2 separate regions of the Mus musculus genome follow, and region 2 is linked to region 1. The links are chromatin contacts, called in public promoter capture Hi-C maps. All regions are on one chromosome and are shown on one strand. Each heading gives the region's core, a stretch centred on a gene start, on an enhancer-like site or on the middle of the called end of the contact. The rest is flanking DNA. Distances are from core to core; before and after follow the strand shown.

Region 1 (5,170 bases), core at 1,813-4,312:
CAGCAATCTTAAAGTAGATAAGCTCACACCTTGAAGTAGTAGTTAGTATTTTGAAGGGATTGGGAGCTTTTATCCCTAAGTCAACAGAAAATAAGTTCTAGAATTAAAAACCAAACATTAACCACAAAAAGGGAATTAGGATAACAAATTCAAGTTTAACAAATGTTGATTGATATCAAATTTTACAGCTAATATATTATAAATTCTAATCTTTTAAAAAATTTAACTTTTAAAATAAAAAGGCACATTATCCCCTCTTTTACTTTTAACTCAAATTCACAATCTAAATTCTCCAGCCAATTTTATGAGGAAATATACAAAGTAATATACATTCTTTAAGATATGGGTGTGTTAAAATGCTGATATAAAAAAGCTATCATCATTTATTTGTAAAAAAAATTGTCACATATTTAAAATAATAAACCATCCTAGAAATAATTAAAAAAAAAGGAAAATGTCAAAAACAAAAAATACTCATAATTTCAGTTTTTTGGTATCGTACATTCTTGTTTTTAAACTATGACTAATATCTGTGGATCTTATTTGGAAACGGAGGTTTGTAAAACATGTTGGTAAAGTGCTATCTAGTTAGCACTGGGCTGGTCTAGAAGCAACATTGGAATGCCATTTGACTAAAACAGCAGTTTCTTTACCCAATCAATTACTGTTCTGTTTCAGGCTAAGTAAACACATTTGAAGCAATATGTTAATGAAAGGACTATATTCTGATGTTCCACAGATTGAATGTCTGCTAAGACATCCAAGCAAATCAGGGTAATAGATGAGTTGTTAGGACCTGTAGTCTATTCTTGACTAAAATCACAGTGGATACAAGATCATATTAGTAACCTGAATATTAAATTACTAGATTTTTTTGGGTTTCTTTTGGAAGGTAAATTCTGTCTGTTATTGTTGTATTTCTATGACTGTAGTTGCCTCAGAGAAAGGAAGAAATTCTAAAGATACACTTGGTTGTCTCAGTCTGACAATCATACTATCAAAACAATGGGTCTCAAAGAGATGGGGATTTCCCCAGAAAACGAATGACACAAAATGAAAACATAAACCAGAAGGGAACTTATGTCCTTGAAGGAGATTCTATACAGCTCTAACAACGTGTAAGAACACCTTACAGGATGAGATGGAAGTCTAGACGATGAAGGGTCAAGGCTTGCTGGGAACATACCTTGAACAGGCTGCTTGGATGGGCACATTCTTGAACTTTATCCTTTCTTCAGGACTCTGAAGATGGACAATGGAGGCAAAGCTTTGTATCTTTTCCCAGTGTATCCATTGAGTACAACCCGTTTTCTGCTCTCCACTATTAGTTTAGCTCTTTAAATAGATTTAATGAGGACTTGTGTGACCAAACCTGGCTTAGGGCAAAGGTGGTGACCTCCAGATTTGATAAGACAGTCAGTCAGTTTCACTAAGAATAATCAGATGTTGGAAAACCATCAAAGCAAATCAAAGATGAAATTTAAAGTGCATTAGCACTTGTGACCAAGAAATCAAATCAAAGACTAAATTTATAGAGGAGAATAAATTCATATATCCTCTAAAATTTTTCTTGGTTTACTTTTTAATAAAAATATGATATGGAAACAGCTTCAGATTTCTTCTTATAATTCAAGATGTAGAATATTGTACATCAACAAAAATAACACTCAAAAGGAACAAAGCATGTCTTTGTAAATGTGGCTAGGCGTTTATTTGCCATCTGAAGGTAATGGTATTTTGTCGATAAAAACCCCAGACTTACAATTCAATTCATTCAGTTATCTTTAAAAGCCTCCTGTCTTCAAACAATATGACTTTTGTGAAAGTGAATTATAGTCATGTTTGTTATAAATATTCTATATTTTATATTAATGAAGCATTGTACCTGCTCATTGGAACACATTCATTCAGATGCAGAATACCTGCTTAGGGAAATATATATATATATATCACATAGAAACCTAATAAAATGATTTTGTGTGTCTTTCAATTTTTTTTTCTGTTCCTATAAATCTTATAGTCAATGACTAAACTGAGGCTGATGTTATAAAATAATGGTAGATTTCCAGGATTCTAGGATGAGACAAAACTTCCCATTTTTATACTATTCCTATAAAAATAACGGTAGCATAAGATAATTTTGTCCGGTTTAAACACTCAAAGTTGGCCAATCATGGATAAGGAAGTATTTGTAAATTAAATTAGAGAATATATTTTCTTGGACATAGAAGGAGTTTTCGATTTCTGCATGCCAGTGGATGTTGTGAAAGTTTCAGGGGACAAAGTGTTGCTTGGTAAAAGTGCCCTGTTAAGTAATAAGAGAAAATTAATCTACGTGATTGCAAAATAGAAGATATTGAAAACTATCATGTGTGCTCAAATAAGTACTTCTGTTAAGAGGTTGACTAACCTCTGCATTAAAGGGTAACCTAGCCTAAAATAAGTCTCCATAGAAAGGGAATACATACATTCATACATACATACATACATGCATACAAATGTAAGAGACTCCACAGGTGCTATGCCTATTCGGTCAATGTATAACAAATTCACTCGGTCCTCAAGAGAAAAAGGGATTAACTTTGTGTCTTCCGGAATAAGAGAAAGCCCCGAGGTAGTGGCTTCTCGCCTGGCTCTTCTGTCCTGTTCCCTTGTCAGGGACTAGTCCCAAGGGAGCACCACAAACACGTGAGAAAAAAAAAAAAAATCTCCTTCCCTTCTTGCCTCAGTCGATCTTCACTGGAACTTCAGCACAAGATCTGTAAAAATCAGAGCAACTCACCGGAATTACTGCAGCAAAGGATGAGGAAGTTTGCAAAGTGGCAATCTTGCAATGCTTTGGGGACGCGCGGGATGCAGCTGCCGCCCTGCCTGTGAATTGCAGGACTCTGACATTTCAGTCAACTCTTCCAGACAAAGCTCGCGAGAGCTGGCAGCAGCAACTTGATCTGGCTCTGGCCAGGCTTCCCAGGCTGACATCTGCTCGCACAAAAGCAGCGGTGACTTCTTCAGAGAGGGTTGTGGGTCTTCCTCCACCATTGCAGGCAGGCTTCAGGAGAGAAGGAGGGGCGGGGCGGGGAGGGTCAGTAATAGAAAATGAGCGAGTTAGTTTGCACTATCCCGGACTTTAACATTTGGTGTTTTGTTTTGGTTAGTTTGTTTTGTTTTGTTTTCGTTCTCTATCGTGGACTTTTTTTTTTTTTTCTTTAAAAAGTTTTACGGTACTAAACATTGTGTATAGTAAGTATTCTAACGAAATGGTATTGGAACCAAGTGTACCTGCAATTTTGTGAAAATAGTACAACCATAAAACGTCGTAAAAAAAACATTGTTAGGAAACAAAATAATCCCTATATAAACTATGAAAATCAAAAGAGTGCTTACAATAGCTAAATAACTGACTACCACCACTCCTGCCCCTTACACCCTGCATTTCAACCCTTATTTAAGTCCTAGAGATTTTACAGGTCTTGACAACTTCTCAAAAGTCCCTGCTGGTCATATATAAGAGGAAAACCCATGATTTATTATACACATTAAAAGCCCAAAGTTCTTCAGCAAACAGTTAAAAGAACATTTCCAGCCCGGCAGTGACAGTGTTTGTGAACATATATTTTCATTTTCAAACGTATTTTACCTTACATATATATTTTTGCAAAACAATAAAAAGAACAAGAAAAAAATAAAAAGTGAAAAAAATTAAAAAAAAAAACAACACAAAACAAACAAACAAGAAAAAACCTTCCAGGAACACTTTAAGGGCTGACTCTCAAATACACTTGTAAGGTTTTGTAAATGTCAGCTTTCACTACTTAAACCTGTCAGCTGAAGGCTCACTACAGATTTAACAGATTACCTAAATTTATAGAAAGATCCACTTCGTTTTTAGTAGAAAGTAACATTTCAAACATGTAAATATACTAACTGGTGCTTTCATCCTGGCTACTGCTCATGACTAATAATTTATATGTAATCTGTTAACCCAAGGAACACGAATTTAGCATGACTAATTAAATTTCCAGGTGCTAAAATTTGATCTTCAAAATCTCAAAATCTTGCTATGTTACTAGCCCTACTAAATTTGGGGGTTAAAATTTCAGATTATACGTTTTTTATATCATTTTATAACAAATGCTTTCCAGATAAAAGACATTTTTATTAGCTGATTATCGTTTCTCTGTAAAGTATTACTTGGGCAATATCGATTACGTGACAAACACTACAATCAAAACACCACTTCTTTGTTTTCCATAGAAGTTTAAAGTTGTATCTAAGCGCAAGCCCTGATCTTAGTAGGTGAATTTATCTGAGCTTTTGTGCATGCTGCTCATGTCTACTCCATATTGTATAACATATGTGTCAACTCTAAAATAGTCATGAAAAATATAAAATCATATACTAGAAGACTGCAATACATGTTTAAAATAGGTAGCAATCCATATTAGGGGATTATGAAACTGACTTTTTTTTTTTTCTTTTGTTGAGTATTTTTACTTCAGTGAAGCACTTAGGTTCGAGGCCCATTCGTTCATTTAGTTCATTTTTGTCTGAGTTTCTCAGCTCTCCCATTTTGCTGTACACTACATTAGTTCCTACTTAAAGCACGTCTTCCTGTGTTACTGATCTTTCCCTTGTGGCTGAAAATGCAACAGGTACTTTGCGTCTGTGCTGTGATCTTTTCCCCATTTCTCCAGTGTGATGATATTGGTCATGTGCCCGGAAGCTTGTTGAGTCAGGCAGGCAAGCTGCATGCCACCGGCTCATCGCCTTGTGTTTTGTCAGCACTCTGGCAAGGGTTTTTGTACTGGCTGAACGTGGTTCTCATGGGGTAGCCAAGAACCCTTGACTCCTCCCTCCTTCCCACGTTCAGGGTGGCCTGGTCTGCTGCCCTTAAAGAACTTCTTTAGGTAGCCATTCACAACACCTCTCAGGTACTGTTTTAGGTGATGTCTTGTACAAAAATGTTCTGATCTTTAACTTTTATTGATATACTTTTTTCTGCATTGTAAATTACCTTACAAGGAATTATATCTCTTCATACCATTTTTCAAATAATTTTTCCTTCTTCTTTTTTTTCTCTCTCTCCCTCCCCCCGCCTTTTTTTTTTCCTTATTCTTCCCCCATCTTTTAACCCAGGAGCCTCATCTGACATCAGGGTATATGTGATATT
Region 2 (5,548 bases), core at 58-2,557, 2.2 Mb after region 1:
CAGGTTCCGTTCATGAGTCACTAGTGTATATAGTCTCTTTTTTCCCCCCTTGAAAAAGAACACGGGTTAGAAAATGTCTGCATAATTCTTTATGTCTACAAACCAAGGCTTGCCTCTTGGGAAAGGATTGGCAGATGTAGCAGAAGGGCTGTTTGCCTAGATTGCAGCTGGGCCTTTGACAAGTGCTTCGGGTAAAAGACTTGGTGTTGTATGTACCCACCAAACGCCAGGCAGGACCGTGCGCTGGTGCTGTGGATTTCAAAGATAACTCCTGGGAGGAAGCTGGAAAATCAGGATATTATCTCCCACACATACGCTCAGAAGCCAACATCCCCGCGGCCGCTCCCTCAGATGCGCCAGAAGGTCAATGAGTGGTACCTGCAAAGCCAACTAACTATCCACCAAGCTACTTTTCCAGCACCAGCACCAGCTCAGAGAGAAGTTGGCGGTGCGCTTCCCCTTAACTGTACCTTGCAACTGGGCAGAGAGAGAGTCCTGGTGCTGCTGGTACTTGAGCGCCACTGCCTCAGCTTTGCGCAGCTGCGTCTGCAGTTCCAAGTAGAGCATCGCGCCATAGAGGAAGCCGAAGACCACCGTGAGAAGCAGCAGCGTCTGGAAGATCCGCTTCTGCTTTCGGGAGCACATCCCGTTTCCCATAGTCCCTCCTGTGCCCCGCGCTGCGGCGGCGGGAGCCGTCGTGTCCTCGGTCCTCGGCTGCGTCGGACAGCTCAGCAACGGCCACCGCGAGAAGTAGCTGGACACGGCATGAGCAGAAGACGCGAGACACAAAAGCCGGACCAGAGAGGAAGAGGCGGCCGCTCAGCCCCCGCGGCCGGCTGGGCGCCAGGTCATCGACGCCACCCGGCCAGCAGCCACCAAACTTCTGCGATGTCGGATTTCCGCGAGTGGCTGGGCCCGCGTGGAGTCTCTTTGCATACTTCAGAGCCCGCTGCCCTTGCTACTGGTCCCCGCGCGCAGCCGGCTTGGTTTTCCCTACTCCCCACTTTTTGGCCTCGCTGTCCCCACCGTCAGTCCCCGCCCCTCGCGCCGGCTCCCGCTGCTGGACTTTGTCGCTACCACTGGTAGGGGACGCGCGCCCAACAAAGGGACCTGGCTCCAGGCGGCGTCCCCTTGAACGGTCCCTCGGTATTGATGAAGAGATGGGGACTGGTTGGTCTGGTCAGGTTAAGGGGGGTGGTGGGCTGGTGTCACTGATCTGGAAGCTCCAGCCGCCCGCCACCTCCCACCCAACTTACGTGTCACCCACGGCCCCGCTATCATGGCCAACGGGATTCCGGGAGGAAGTCCCACTCGGGCTCCCCGCTCATTGGGCCCGCGCAAGCCACCGCTCCCTCCTTTCGGGGAGCTAATGCTGGGCTCCATTGGACGCCAGCTTTGTCCGTCCCGCCCCGGGCCGCGCCTACCCTCTCAGCTCTGGGCAGGCTCTGAGCTCCGTGGGCCGCGCGGCCGCCTGGCGCCTGGGTGCGCCCACGTGGAGCCTGGATGGGTGCGGAGGGGTGGAGGAGCCTGGTTGGGAGGGCTAGGGACTTGTCCTGGCCTGAGGCTTGGTGATCATTGCGCATGTGTGTGCATGTATGTCCCAGCACTTGGAATGCACGTGGAGCAAGAGTACAGTGCTTATATGCACACCAACAACCGCAAAGCAACCGTGGGTGCACTCTGCTTAGCCCTGCTCATTTCTTACCCTACATAATGAGTTCAGCTTATGAACACTTTGTTCTTCTCACATTCTCTCAAGGACTGCCTACTGAGTCTTGTCCCATTAGAGGCACTAGGCTATGTGCAAAAATGGTAGAAAGTAAGCTGGGACCCTGAAGCTCACTTGACTGTCTACATGGGGTGGGGAAAGCACTTTGTTGGCAGAAGGAAAGAAATGATCTCATGTTTCCTCTGGCTGCAAATGGAATAATTTTAAAAACAAATCTTACAGGCTGAAATGAGTATGCATTCATCTTGCTGTGTGTATTTCTCTTAATGGTAGCAGAAAAAAAAATCAGTTACATTTTTAAATTACATTTTCAAGGCCAGCAAAACCCACTACGTTTAACAAAAAGTTAGACAGGCATAATAACGCCAAACCACTTCAAAGAAATCCACAGTGCATTTCTTTCTTCAATATAATCAGGGTGTGTGTGGAATTGAGGTTATGCATAAATGATAAATTTGTTTCTCCTCTTGACCTGAATTCTAAGAGAAATAAATTATTTCTGAAAAGTATCAGTTGTGCAGTGGCACTTTTACATTCTGCATATTGCATTCTACATATTTTTTTGTGATATCCTGCCCGTGTTTTAGTCATCACAATTAATTATGGGGAATGAGTGCTTTAAACGAAGGAGATCTGCTTAAACCAGATTCATTTTCAAGACAGTTCCTGTGTTGAATGTTTTTAGGTCAGTCCTGAAATCATAGGTTAACAAGAGCCACACAGGCAGACCAGGGCATTTCTCTCACTGTAAAAAATAAGTGAGACTGGTGGTATATGCACTTAGCTAATAAAAATCACATTATGTTGGTTCCAAATGCTCTTACACTGAATCTTAGCCAGGACATTCGATTTACGAGTTGGAAACAAAGAATCTAAATTTGGCCAATATGACCATAATACTTGTAGTCTCTTCTAGGTCTTGTAAAAAGATACTTCCTCACTAAAGGAGAATTTTATCAGAATCTTATCCTTTCTACCTTTTCCTTCTGTAGAAAACAAATCATGACTCCGTTTAAACATGTAACCTAAGTGTGAAACTATGCCAGACCTGGTAGGACAACCTGTAATCAGAGATACCGGGGAGATCGAGGCAACAGGATTCCAGGATCAGAATGGGCAATTGAGAGAGACCTTGTCTCAAATCAAAAGTCAAACGAGGGCTAGGGATGATGCCTTACTGTTGCAACATTTACCTAGAACACTGTAGACACTGAGTTCAATCCTCAGTCTCGGAGAAAAGAAAGAATGCTTAATTTAAAGGGAAAATGGTCTAAAGCAGCTCAAGTCTGCTTCCTGGTGATGGTGTAGCTCCCATAGTCTCCAGTCTTGTGGGATTTACCATCATTTAAGGTTTCCTCTTTCCGTTTTACTCATAGCAATTGGGAGACATTAGTGGGATTTCTTTAGAATTCCTCAGAACTAAATATGCCCATAAACGGCAAGATATCTGTAAAAATTCTCTAAGGAAATGAATTTTTTCAGCAATAATCTTAGTCTATACTTGAATATGTGATTATTCTGGGTACACACACACACTCACACACATGCGTGCACGCACGCACAGGAAATGTACAGAACAGGGAGGATGGAAAGACCACTCAGAAAATACACAGGCAAATGGATGGACCTGGAGGGTATCATCCTGAGTGAGGTAACCCAATCACAAAGGAACTCACACAATATATACTCACTGATAAGTGGATATTAGCCCAGAAACTTAAAATTCCCAAGATATAAGATACAATTTGCTAAACGCATGAAACTCAAGAAGAACGAAGACCAAAGTGTGGACACTTTGCCCCTTCTTAGAATTGGGAACAAAACATCCATGGAAGGAGTTACAGAGACAAAGTTTGGAGCTGTGTCAAAAGGTTGGACCATCTAGAGCCTGCCATATCCAAGGTTCCATCCGATAATCAGCTTCCAAACGCTGACACCATTGCATATACTAGCAAGATTTTGCTGAAAGGACCCAGATATAGCTGTCTCTTGTGAGACTATGCCAGGGCCTAGCAAACACAGAAGTGGATGCTCACAGTCAGCTTTGGATGGATCACAGGGCTCCCAATGGAGGAGCTAGAGAAAGTACCCAAGGAGCTAAAGGGATCTGCAACCCTATAGGTGGAACAATATTATGAACTAACCAGTACCCCGGAGCTCTTGACTCTAGCTGCATATGTATCAAAAGATGGCCTAGTCGGCCATCACTGGAAAGAGAGGCTCATTGGACTTGCAAACTTTATATGCCTCAGTACAGGGGACGCCAGGGCCAAAAAGTGGGTGTGGGTGGGTAGGGGAGTGGGTGGGAGGGTATGGGGGACTTTTGGGATAGCATTGGAAATTTAAATGAGGAAAATACCTAATAAAAAGTATACAAAAAAAAAAAAAGAAAAAAGAAAATACACAGGTATTCTGATGTATTTCCAACCTCTGGAAAATGTATGTGCTTCCTGAATTCACAATTCCTACTTTAAACCTTTGATTTGATAGCAACCATTTCATTCCTGTTTCTTAACTTCTTCTTTGCCTGAAGCAGTCATCTGATTCTACAGAATATAATAAAGGTCATAAAACACAACTCAATATTTTAGTCATAAAACTTGAAAGACAAGAAAATTATTACCTGAACTTACTCATTATTTCAAGTTCAAGAAGGGTTTGCAGAAGTACATAAAATCACTAATGGCAGTGTCTTTATGATATTACATTTTCAAGGAGACCAATGCCTCTAGATTCTTGACTATACAAGTATAGAGCTTTTGAGCAGCCAACATAGGAGGCATCCAGAGACTACATATTAAATTTACATAGCCATGCCTTTGGGTAGAGTTTATAATATATGAGCTACTTTCACTGGTCTTAGAAGGTCTATTGTTAGTTGTATTTTATTTTTGCTTCCTTATTGTTTAAAAGTACTTTGCAAGTAAATATCTATACATCATATATATTTACAACGGAAGCATATAATTTCGAAATTGAAATTACTGAGGAATTTCCCCTATTTGGTATTCTCTTTCTAAGTTAATAAATCAAGAAGAAGACAATCAGAACCTTACACATGGGCTGGAGAGATGGCTCAGTGGTTAAGAGTAATGACTGCTCTTCCAAAGGTCCTGAGTTCAATTCCTAGCAACCACATTGTTGCTCACAACCATCGATAATAGGATCTGGTGTGTCTGAAGACAGGTACAATGTACTCACTAAAAAAAATAAAAATTAAAAAAAAAGAAAGGAAGGAAGGAAGGAAGAAAAGAAAGAAAGAAAGAAAGAAAGAAAGAAAGAGAACCTTCTACATTAAAACATTTAAAAGAGAAGCATTAAAACAGTATTTGAGAACTTTAGCATGTTCTCCAGCTTAAATGAATGAGGTTCATCTATGCTTATATCCCAAAGAGGAGAGGTTAAGAAGGAGGCAGTTGATACATAATTTCAAACAATCTAATGCCTAGAAATATAAAATAAATAATCTCCACTGTGTGAAAACTTTTACTGAAATATACTCACTACAAATAAAATTTAATAGGATTTAATATCTTGTCGGAGAAACGAACACCCAAAATTAGTACGGAGTATTCTACTTTAAAATTGTGATCTCAGATGCAGGCTTGTGTTAGAACACTTGTCAAGCATGTGGGAACTTGGGGGCTTAATTTCTAGCCTGTAAATGTCCTAATTTAATTGTAAACTCGACACAGCATAGAATCATTGGAGGAAAGCCTAGTAGAAATTGACCTGTGGAAAGCTTTGTGGAGGATTGTCTGTATTGCTTGGTAATTTATGTAGGATAGTGTAACCCACTGTGGAATATAACATCCATAC

Evidence for each region. Promoter capture Hi-C pulls out the DNA fragments that hold promoters and counts their contacts.
Region 2: a promoter capture Hi-C map of liver shows a contact between it and region 1, with 9 times the contacts expected there. The contact joins the promoter of Golim4 here to the promoter of Bche in region 1. A contact is called at or near these places in 2 of 39 promoter capture datasets (both in liver).

Annotation. Positions count from the first base shown.
Region 1 is chr3:73,705,353-73,710,522 of GRCm38.p6, forward strand. Bche (butyrylcholinesterase) reads right to left here and starts at 3,063. Exons shown (of 4, transcript NM_009738.3): 1 at 2,783-3,063.
Region 2 is chr3:75,955,642-75,961,189 of GRCm38.p6, forward strand. Golim4 (golgi integral membrane protein 4) reads right to left here and starts at 1,308. Exons shown (of 16, transcript NM_001291069.1): 1 at 471-1,308. The coding sequence starts at 657.